Linked DNA regions of Anas platyrhynchos: region 1 is linked to region 2. A link is a contact called in public Hi-C data. All regions are on one chromosome and are shown on one strand. The core of a region is the stretch at or near the end of the contact, and the rest is flanking DNA. Distances in the headings are between cores, read along the strand shown. Region 1 holds the start of ATXN1 (ataxin 1). Region 2 overlaps LOC110353364 (a long non-coding RNA gene).

Region 1 (5,390 bases), core at 812-3,311, 61 kb before region 2:
GGGTTGTAGGGGCACTGCACAAACCATTGTTTGCCATTCCTTATCATATAGTAATGCGATATTTACGTAAAAAGCGTGTACCTCATCATTGTCTTGTTTTTTGAAAAGAAGCACTTGAGTTGCTCTTTAAATAACAATGGCTTCAATAGCTTTAAAATAACAATAGCTCCTTAGATGCAGATCTAAAATAAGTTTGGTGGTGTGTTTTTTTTTTTCATTTGTTTGTTTTAAACAAGGAAAGCAATTCACTAAGGGATTAAAAAAAAAAAAAAAAAAAAGAAAAAAAAGACTCCTATAAAGTCTTAAAATCAGGACTGACGTAGTTTTTTGAATATGTTGCCCGTCAGGCCATTGACTTAGAAGGAAAAGCAGCTAACCTACCAGTGGCAGCCCTGGGACTGACCACAGCCACACCTAGCCCCAGAAGTTGTTTCAGCCATGACCAGTGGAAAATAAAAGTGCTAAGCCTTCTCTAGAGGTGCTTAGTTGGTCTAGGCACCTCTCAAGTAATAACTGGTGTGAGTTGTTAGGTGCTTTGTGGTGTCAAGATGTCCGGGGCCTCCATCCATGTCCTGGCCTCCACATAACTCCGCTGGCACCGCACCTACCCCTACAGGTGGCATGCGCAGAAGGGCCAACAGGGAATGGAAACTCAGCAGCCGTTTTATTCCTAGAAGTGATCGCTTCATATCAGGGTCAAAGTACACCAGCAGAGAACACAGGGGAGGCTCCATCGTGTGGAAAATTCTTGGCTTCCAGGGCTGTCAAGGCAGCGCTGTTAACGAGGATTAACATTCAACCAAAATGACGGTGAAGAACTAACGAGAATTCACCCGCCACTCTCTGGGAGAGGGCTCTTGGCTTCTGGCAGGGAGCAGCCAGAGTCCACACGGGTTTTCCCTTTAAACCATACCTGACACAGGGACTTATCTGGGAGTTCACTTGCCCTTTTTTTTTTGGTCTGTTACAGGCGTTATGGCCTAGATAGATTAGATTAGCATCCATCATGTTAACACTGGATTGGGAAGTAACTCTTGGACTTTCTTAAGTGTCTTAACCTTCAGAAAGGCAATGTGGTTTCTAAGGCCTGTTCACAGTCTTGCTGATCAATGCTATACGTATACTGATAAGCGCAATGAGTTTTCATGGGAGGAGAAGAAGGGGCTAGAATGAGCTACCTGTTTGAACAGACCTAAGAATTGAAAACATGGGTTTTTGACACCTCAGTACTTTAATGGCCCCAACAGAGCTGTTCCAGTCTATTGAACAAATCCTTCCAACCTCATGGATCATTGACCTAACAGACCTTCAGAGCCAATAAGCTCAGCCCTGCTGCCAAGCCTGCACATTTTGTCCACACGCTAAAAATCTTTACAACATCTTTTATTGAGAAAAGGTGCAGCATATGAATAACGGCTATTCTCTGCCCTCACTGCCTCTACCTCTTCACAAAATATAACACACAAGGGCCTTGGCCTCAAAGCCCTCATGAAAATTTGGAGCTGAAGTTTACCAAATTCAGCCAATGTTGGCACATCTGGGCTCCCACCTTGGTTTCAAGACAGGAATAAGTGTAAGTTGCTGTACATCCAAGAATAGAGTTATTTTGTACCTATCTTTCCATTGCACTGTCAAAAGGAGAACTAATAACTAATACAGTAGTAACCAGAAGTAGAGTGATAGTCCCAAGATATTAGTACCTCATACACAGCAAAGGATGTTATTTCTTCACTTTTGTTTGTTTTGAAAAGGCATTGTATGCCACAAATCTGTGGCCACTCGGAACACATAAATGGAGACTTTGAACGGTGTATAAACATCAAAGATTTAAGTGGGATAAATTGGGCATGAATGAATTGCTATGCCCCCTTAGATTTGATCCATAGTCATGGTCAACAGGAAAATCTTCAGGCAGAGGACTGTAGACATGACAGGACTGAGAATTTTCTGGAGAGTAGGAAGTCTTCAGCTTGCAAGCCTTTGACAAACAACATAGTAAACTTACCTTTCATCCAACTACAAGGAGTATTTTGCCTGTTTCTTCTGCAGGATCATGGAGATGTGGTGTCCTAAGAAGCCTGAAACTTCAAAATTAAAAAAAAAAAAAAAAAGTCCTGGAAAGGCTGAGGTAGAATATCACATTAAATCAGATTTATTTCAGTTTATGTAGACTGGTTCAAAACTAGACCGGCATTGCTTTGACGTCTTACAGTCTGAGGGCAGCATCTTGCCCTCAGAGATCTTCCAGATCCTCCTGTTCTTTCTTTACCCTTCAGCACATGCCTTTCTACTAATGTCAGTAATTGTTTCCACCTTGGATGAAATGCCTTATGATGTCTCTCTTTCTCCCTGCCTACTTTTTTCCACAGGAGAGTTTCCACCTGCCTTCCTACCTTGCATCTGCTCTCATATTGTCCTCATATGACATCATTTATTTATTTACACTTAAGGTAGTGAAAGATACCTTTCCAAGAACTAGAGGTCCTGGCACTCAGCAATTGAAAGAAAAATACAGCACTATGAAAGCAGTTTTCTCAAAAGGAACTGAGTTGGGCATCCCGGTACAGGAAGAAACACCTGCCTGCTGAAAGCACATCTTCAGCCTTACCTCAAAGTGTGTGTCTTTTGCCATGGGGATTCTCACAAAATCAAAAAATTCAAGCCCTTGTGAAGTGTACCTACTATCACAGGGACAGACTTGCTCTTACAAGGATTGTTCTGCCATGGGGTCAAGAACAGCTGCGAGAACGGTGTGGACACCTGAGGGCAGGACCATCTCATCACAAGCTATTCACACACAAGAGATGCTAGTTCTGAAATGGTTCCTCACTATAGATTTATCACAGCTCATATTCTCATTTTGTTGGCACAGAAGGACCTAAGAATGGCTATACAGAGGCCATAAGACAACAGTGGTCATAAGGAGATACCTCAGGAGGCATAGGCAGCCATGTACTGCTTCCTCCACATACTCTCCAGACTCTTGCTATTTTCAACTCAAGGTGCATCTTGAGTAGGATGTGATTTCTTTCCTGCTTAGTAGCCCTTGGTGGATTTCTCTCTCAAGACTTGTGCAGTCTTCCCCTGAGCACGTGTAAACTTCACACATCCACTGTCTCTTATGTCACATTGCCCAGGTCGAGTCCCTGGTGCAAGATTTGTCTCTTTCTGTCTGCTTCATCCCGTGTTCCTGGTTCTTGCACGGAGTCAGTGGCCAGTCTCTACCCACACACTCCACGCTACCCAGAACTTCGCAGACATCTCTCATATTCCCCCTGAACTGTCCTTCCAAGAAGGAAAAGGTCTAGCCAATGCCTCTGTAACACAAACTGCTCTGTTAAAGACTTCACTGCTTCTGCTGCAAATCTAACCTGGTTTTGACTCCTGTTGTCTTGGTCTTAGTTCTGTCACATGCTCACCGACTCCATTCTTCTGCCTGTAGAAAAGGAATAGTAAAAATGAACCTTTTATCTTGCAAAACAGTGATGACACAGTAGAGTAGAAGTATTATTACTACTAAAGCAATATAGAACACTCCCTTTTCCCAAGGCTTAGCCAAGGACTCAGAAAAGCAACAATTCCACATATCAAGGACAAAACAAAACAGTATTCATGTAAACAAAAATAAAACCATGATACTATTTACATTTTTTTCATACTTATGTAGCAGCACAGGCTAAAACCCTTTTCTTTTCATAAACTACCCCTGTCAACCAACTTACACTGGTATTAAAATCTGAAGTGACGGGACATCTCCTACCAACCCCAGGAGATTATTTCACACACTGATACGCAGATCAGGTCTGAAAAATCTGAAATGCTACAGAAGTTGGATTACGTGGTGGTTTTCCTGCCATTTAATCTCTCTCCTCTTTCTTTCCATGATAAATCCCATCTGTTAGGACAGAAACATCACGTCATTTCTCTCCCTTGTTCGGGCCATCGTCAGCTAGGTGTGTAAACGTGGTGTCTGCTTTAAGGCATACAAGTTGTCCCATTGCCTCAGTGGTTCTGAATCACACATACAAAGTTAGCTACGTGCTTGAGGGTATGCCTTTGTGAGCAACTTAAGGTGAGGCAATCAAGGGTGTGGATTTACAGGACACCAGCTCCTCTGCAGTAATTGCCGGGATAAACACCCTTTGCCTGCCAGTAAAAGCAGTGTAGGTTAGCCCAGAGACAGACCCAGCTGAGGTCCCTCTGCCGCCCCACAGGCACTTTGGCTGCTGTTCCCTAGCACTGCTCCTTCTGTCAGTCACTCCCCAGCATTAATACCATGCCCAGAAGTAACCAAGATAGCTGCATACGGACAGGAACTGCCACTGCCCTCACCTCCCGAGTGACCCACCTGCAGGCACACTTTGTTTAATACATGTACACCGCTATGATCTTGCAAACTGAAGCCCTATTTGCTAGGCTATACCTTCCCTGCTGTATAATGGCTCCAGCCCTTTTTTATGTCTATGTAGCCTGGTATAGTCGTTGCAGAGCTTTCATCATTTATCACGCCCAGGTCCTCTAATTTTTGAACCCCTCTGATTCCCTCTGCTGGTTAAAAAGGTAAAGGGGGGTGCATGGAGTGGGGAGGGAGGGTGGGAAACAGCAAGCAATTCCTCCGATAATTCACACATCCAAACACACACATCCATATCTGTGTGTGCCCAGCGTGGCAGGAGGGGGCAGCGGGGACAGAGCTCACCGCTGCTGTACACCCCAAGGATGCTTCATAGAGCCTGTAGGTGTTTTCACAAAACATATATTCCTCACAGGGTCCTGGGCAGAGCTTATCAGCTGTACAGAAATTCCTGCACAGTTTACAATCTGGGCAAGCGTCCCAGCCCCAGTGTTGTCTCTCACTAGAGTCTCTTCAGAGTACCAGAGGTTCCCAGGAATGCTCCCAGAAGCTTTTAGCTCAGCCTGAGTCACTGCCAAGTTGATCGGTTCCTTGGAGCTGCCTGTAGTGATCGTCCTGAAAACTGCAGGGGGAGAGCTTGCAGGCTCTGTGAGAGTCCTTAAAAAGCTCAACTTGTACAGGAGTCACGGCCTGGCCTCCAAAAACTGTTATCTGAACCGAGACGTATTTATCACAACCTTTCGCACGTTTAAGGTCTCTCCAGTGCGATCACAAAATCTGCACGATTTCTGTGGCTTGAAATGAAAGCCTTTTCATGGAAGTTACTCCTTCTGTGATTTCCTAAGATCATTGTTTATATTAGAATAATCCCTCAGATCTATAAATGAGGATCAACGCCCCTTTCCTGTTTTAACTAGATGCTCCAATCTGTTACATGAGGCCAAGCTTCCTCCCCCGGCAGCTGACAATACAGGCACACAGGTTATGCTGCCTGCAGTGAATGACACAGCCAAACACTCCATTATTTGGCAGACCT
Region 2 (5,270 bases), core at 136-2,635:
CTACAGTTTCTTAAAAAAAATAAATCCTAACAACATTAATATTTGGACTTAGACTAGCTGGCAAAGCAACCTTCTCAGCAAGTGACAACACTTTTTTAGATAGTCTTCAGCCCATTTTTTTAACACTCTATAGCCCTTCATTGCTTCAAGCCCCCGGTCATTTATTCTAGCTAACTAGCTGAATTCTTGCTCTAACCCCACCATTGATTACTGTGACAGAAAAGCCTCCTGCTATTGCCACTGCTAGACTGGGCTAAACTGGGCCCAGTGGGGGAAGCAGTAGGGTGAAATGGCTGTAATTGTTGGCCCAAGGAGAACAGGCATTGGTTCCCCTCCACCTAAACTCGTGCAATCCATCAGTCCTACCTCCTCGCTGCAGGCTAGAGAAAGGACTGCTGTTATCTGCTGCTTCATTCAAATTCTTCCAACTGCAAGCATGTGGTTGTGCAAGGCACAACAGGGCCACGCCACCGCCCGCTTCTACCCCTGTACAGACAACAAAAACAATTAGAAACAAATGCATTCTTGTGCTGGATCACTTTAAAACCTACATGCACTGATCATAAGTGTTCCCCCATGGGCTCAGCTTCATTTTCTGCAGCACATACAGCAGGATACTTTTTCCCATGGCAATTGACATTTCGCACTAGCCTGGTTCCAACGAAAATCAATCTGATTCCTTCCTCATAACAACAGAGAGTCATCTTGGATGACAGATTTTAGCCACTAATTTAATTGATCATACTGATACGGATTTGGGGAAATATTATTCCAGCATAGCAACACAAATCCAATCAGAAGAGCAGACCCGGAGAAAGGTGAGCGGCTCTCCTAAAAACGTGGTTTTAAAGCATTCAAGCGCCGTGAGAGTTATTTTGATACAGGGCAAGGAAAGAAGATTGTAAGAATGATTCAGTAAGCCTGGAAAACGCAGCAGCCAGGTTCTGCTGCCATTCCTGAAACAGATTAGCTCATTTTCCTGTTAACAGCAGCACTGAAAACTTCTTGCTCTAGGGCAGCAGTGGCAGTAATTCCCCAGCACTCTGCTCATGGATCACTGTCAGCTTTTTGAATGCACTGTGGGCTACCCCAGTGCCTTAAAACATTAACCTTTTAAGGCAGCCTGGCTTTGCAGGACGCGGGGAGCACAGCTGAGAACTGCTGCTCTTGATAACGCGACTTCGACAGATCCCGCATGGGCTAATGACAGGGCTGCCTAAATCCAAGGTCAAGTTGTTCTGCTGACTACAGCCTTGGATTTGATTTCCAGAGCCGGGGCTCGTGGAAGTGTGACAAATCTGGTACCTCCTCACTCAGAGGTCACTTACGAACCAAACCACTAACTTGTGCTGCAATGCCTCGGATCCGCCTCGTCAGCTCCAGCTGGAGTGCCCGTCCTTAGCAGCACCAGCCTTGAGGAAAGCGTCCAGCCTTACCCCGAGCGCTCTCCCGGCGTCGGATTGCGCAGCGACGAGGAATTCCTGGCACCGCGGCGTGGTAAAACAGTTCTCCCGTGTCCAGGATATAACACCAGAACAGACGATAATAAATAAGCCACTTCAACAGGGCTGTGAAAAATGAGCCGTGACAGATCTGTGGCGAAGCAAATGTCATCTCGGAGCAGGCTTGTCTGGATGCCTACAGGAGAGCTCACCAACTGTCTGGCTCCAACTCACAGCCCACTGCTGGCACGGCGCTGTGAGCATGCTGGTGACTGACTAACCCCTCGCAGCGCTTCTCTACCTACCGAGTGCTCCTTCAAGCTATTAGCGTCACAGCGTATCAAACGGGCTGTCACAAACCTGTTTATCACCCCTTTCCCAAACTCAGGCAGGTATCCGGCAGCAAATGCTCGGTATGGACACGCACACACTCAAACGCTGCCCCTCGGAGTGGCCGGAGCGCCGCATGTCGGTCAGGGCCTGTGTATACAGCCCCTGTGTTGTTGGAAATCAGCACAGCCACGTGCAGCTCCTTACATTAAAAGCCTCTCTTCGTGTGGCACTCAAAGAGCTATTCACAAAAGCTACCTTTCTCTACAGCAGCTCCAGTGGAGAACACGGTGATCCAGAGGAGAAGCCTGGCTGAACTCTTCAGGTGGCCCTCTGGAGCTCCCTCTCCCTTTATTCCCCTCTCTCTGGGGAGCCTTTGCAAATTCCCCCTCCTTTTATGCTGCCAACACCAAAAGCTTCACTATGAATCTCACAGGATTCGGTGTTTGTCTTGAAGACCCTTTTTCTCAAGTCATTTAGTGCTCCAGTCATCTCAGCTCTTACTGAAGAAAACATGCATTAGAGCTTTGCTGTGGTGGAGAAAACTAGAAAGTGGAAAGCCTAAAGACTTAAAAAAAGAAAAAGAAAAAAAAAAAAAGTACAAATACGTCAAAAGACAAATAAAATTAAGCCAGAAATTACTGCAACTTTTTTTGTTTGTTTGTTTGTTTGTTTGTTTGTTTTTTTCTCCAAACCAGGCTCATGACATTTCAGGACCTGACTCGCAAATGCTTGGCACTAGCAACACTCAGCTCTGCCTTCTTGCAACAGTCCTGGAAGTTGCCTGAAATTTGCAAAAGGAATACCTGCACTTGCCTTGTGTCCTGCTCCAAGGATACTTGGTAATATGTTCAATGTTTGCTTTTCTCAAATCCCCATGCATATTAGAATTCCATGCCATTAGTCATTTTACAACAAAATCAGCTTTTTATAGTAAATTTTTTTTCACAGTTTAACCCTTTTTACTATTGGCACACAAGAATTGTAGTAAATTTTCCTATAACATCCAGAGCTGTAAGGAAAAAGGCCTTCCTAAAGGTATGTTACCTAAATCTGTTAAGCCTCAAAAGCCATCAAATCACAATGACAATTTCAGAAGTCATTTCAATATCTTTTTTAAGATCATGTCTAAATGCTTGGATGCTGTTCAGAGATAGAAGTCATCTTAAGTACATGCAGCCATTGATAGCTGATGATTTTCCCACAACAAAGTCAATATTTTAGGTCAGTTACTCTTCTCCTTCGCCTGCAAGGGGTTCCTCTTGTATTCTAGTTATGATTGTAAGATAAAAGTAGGGAAGCTGTTCCCTCAGGTTAGAAGAATCCACTTTTCCAAAGGAACTGATGACAAGATCTGAAATTTACCTTAAACAGTCCAAATTTGAGGTGATGGGACTTGAGTTTGTTAGGTCTCTTCCAACTGCTTACGATTGGACTTTTACAAATTAAGGCACAAAACAAGTTAACCCTCAAATTCTCTGATAAGAAGGAATGAATGGAATTTGTGTTTAATTCATCCCAAGATCCCTCAAGATCCCCCACACTGCGCACTGGCATTCAACCAGTAAGAGTAACCTGTACAGCAGCTGGACGGGTCTCCAGCTCACAATCTGCAGACAAGGAATCGGCCCTCCAGGGAATGACATGTGGTGCCCACACCTATGCAGCAGGCTGGAGGCCGACAAGTCCTAGACACTCTCAGCTGCAATCATCTCTTTGTTTGGTAGAGCGCCAAGCTGTGACTTCAAGAGATTTCTAGTTTTTTGTACCAATAGAGGGGAACAAAGGGATAATCAGTGCATGCAGCCGTGGCTTGTTTTCCTGACCCTGTGAGCCATGCACAAGAGAGGGCCCCAAGATATGGACCACAGGGTGCAAAGGAGAGAAGAGGCTGGAACAGCAGCTCTCTTTTGCACTGTGTTTTTCACCTACATGGACCATAGGAGACTATTACCCATACTAGTAGATGTCTCTATTAGGAAAACTCTCAATCTACCTTCACTCCAAATTTTCTTATACTAAACTATTGAACTTTCCCTTACCCTCAACCTCTGATCCATGCTAAACATGGCCTTTCTCTTTTTTTTTTTTGGCTCTAAGACCTAAGCAGAGAATTGATGTAAACATCTATCGGGTATTCAAGCTGTATATAGGGACATGATGTTTTCTGTTCCTTTTTTTTTAACATATATTATGGTGAAGAGCATTCTTTATTTACCTTTGAAAGGAAGACAAAGAGTCTCCCTAAGGGAAGAAAGAAATCCCTAGTATGAAAATAAAGTACTGGAGAATACAGTACTGATGCATTTATAAAGTGATAGATGGACATGGCGTAGAAGAAATGGTGGAAAAATGCTTTTTCCTTGGTATCCATCCTTTGATCTCATTGTACTACCTGAACCCTGCTGTAATCTGCTTGTGATGTGACACAGCTTCCTTAAGCACAGGTGCATGTAGGCACTTCTGTGCGCTCAGCAGCAAGACCTTCCCGACTGACAGGTAATTAGTTTATCCATATCCATAACCTAAATTGATATTTTCCATACCGCTGCTTAATATACAACTCGGATACATACATACGCAGACACACACAGATCAAAAATAATTGCTAAATACTTGCTCTACTTATCCAAAGTGAACTCTGGGCTGCTGGAGCTGTAGGACTACCTATATCCAAGCTAAAGATGCAGGAAGGTTAAAGTGTGCATATTCCACATCAGACAGCCCTACTACTAAAGAAAATGTGGTAGCTCCATACACGTGGGAACACGAGTTTCAAGTCCAGGCTATAAACCTGGTGCAGAAGTCCCCCAGAGATCTGTCACTAGCTGGCTCCCAGGGTGGAATTTGGTTGCAGATTACAGAATCACAGAATCACAGAACTGTAGGGGTTGGAAGGGACCTCGAAAGATCATTGGGTCCAACCCTTCTACCAAAGCAGGTTTTACGCAACTTAATATGCAGTAATTATCTGAATTCCTATAATGGCCACGGGAAACCTACTCCAGATAGTCAGTGATGCTTAGAGAACTATTCGGCTGATATCTGAGAGGTGTCTACTCCAAGGTAAATTAAAGCATTTAGTTCCAACATCTGCATGGATTGGACTTTCATTGACTACAATGGGAATCTGAATGGGAACATGACTCTGTGGTTCTACGAATTTATACACGAGTATCTATACTTAAACATGTCTCCAGAAACCTCATTTACAGGTTTTAATCTGGTGCACAATTCCATATCCTTATTTGTTATCCATATTATATTATATAATTATCCTTATTCCCTATCCCTACTCCTTACCTGAGGAACCCTGCATGGAAGATGACTTGCTGAGCCAGAGGCTGGGTCAGGATTACAAGACCATTAACACTTGGATGTGCACAGGGAACGAAACCTCTGGACTGACCAGAGAATGACATGCTGCAGATGTGGGCTGCACCAGTCCAAGAAGAGTGAATGGGGGAAACTGCTCACTGCTGGACTGGACCTTCCAGA

The links. A called contact is a pair of places that touch in the nucleus more often than the background predicts.
Region 1: a Hi-C map of liver shows a contact between it and region 2, with 2.2 times the contacts expected there. The contact joins the promoter of ATXN1 here to the enhancer-like site in region 2. A contact is called at or near these places in 2 of 8 Hi-C or Micro-C datasets (liver and subcutaneous adipose tissue).

What each region holds. Positions count from the first base shown.
Region 1 is chr2:106,966,460-106,971,849 of IASCAAS_PekinDuck_T2T, reverse strand. It overlaps ATXN1 (ataxin 1), which reads right to left and starts at 2,061. Exons shown (of 7, transcript XM_072033323.1): 1 at 2,006-2,061.
Region 2 is chr2:106,905,121-106,910,390 of IASCAAS_PekinDuck_T2T, reverse strand. The region is part of intron 2 of LOC110353364 (a long non-coding RNA gene); the gene reads right to left. LOC101803317 (a long non-coding RNA gene) reads left to right here. Exons shown (of 5, transcript XR_011806866.1): 3 at 2,471-2,614; 4 at 5,081-5,270. Among named protein-coding and RNA genes, the nearest start is that of STMND1, 32 kb to the right of the region's middle. Within about 2 kb of position 1,385, at least 3 of the 8 cell types and tissues checked have an H3K27ac peak or open chromatin away from gene starts, as enhancers often do.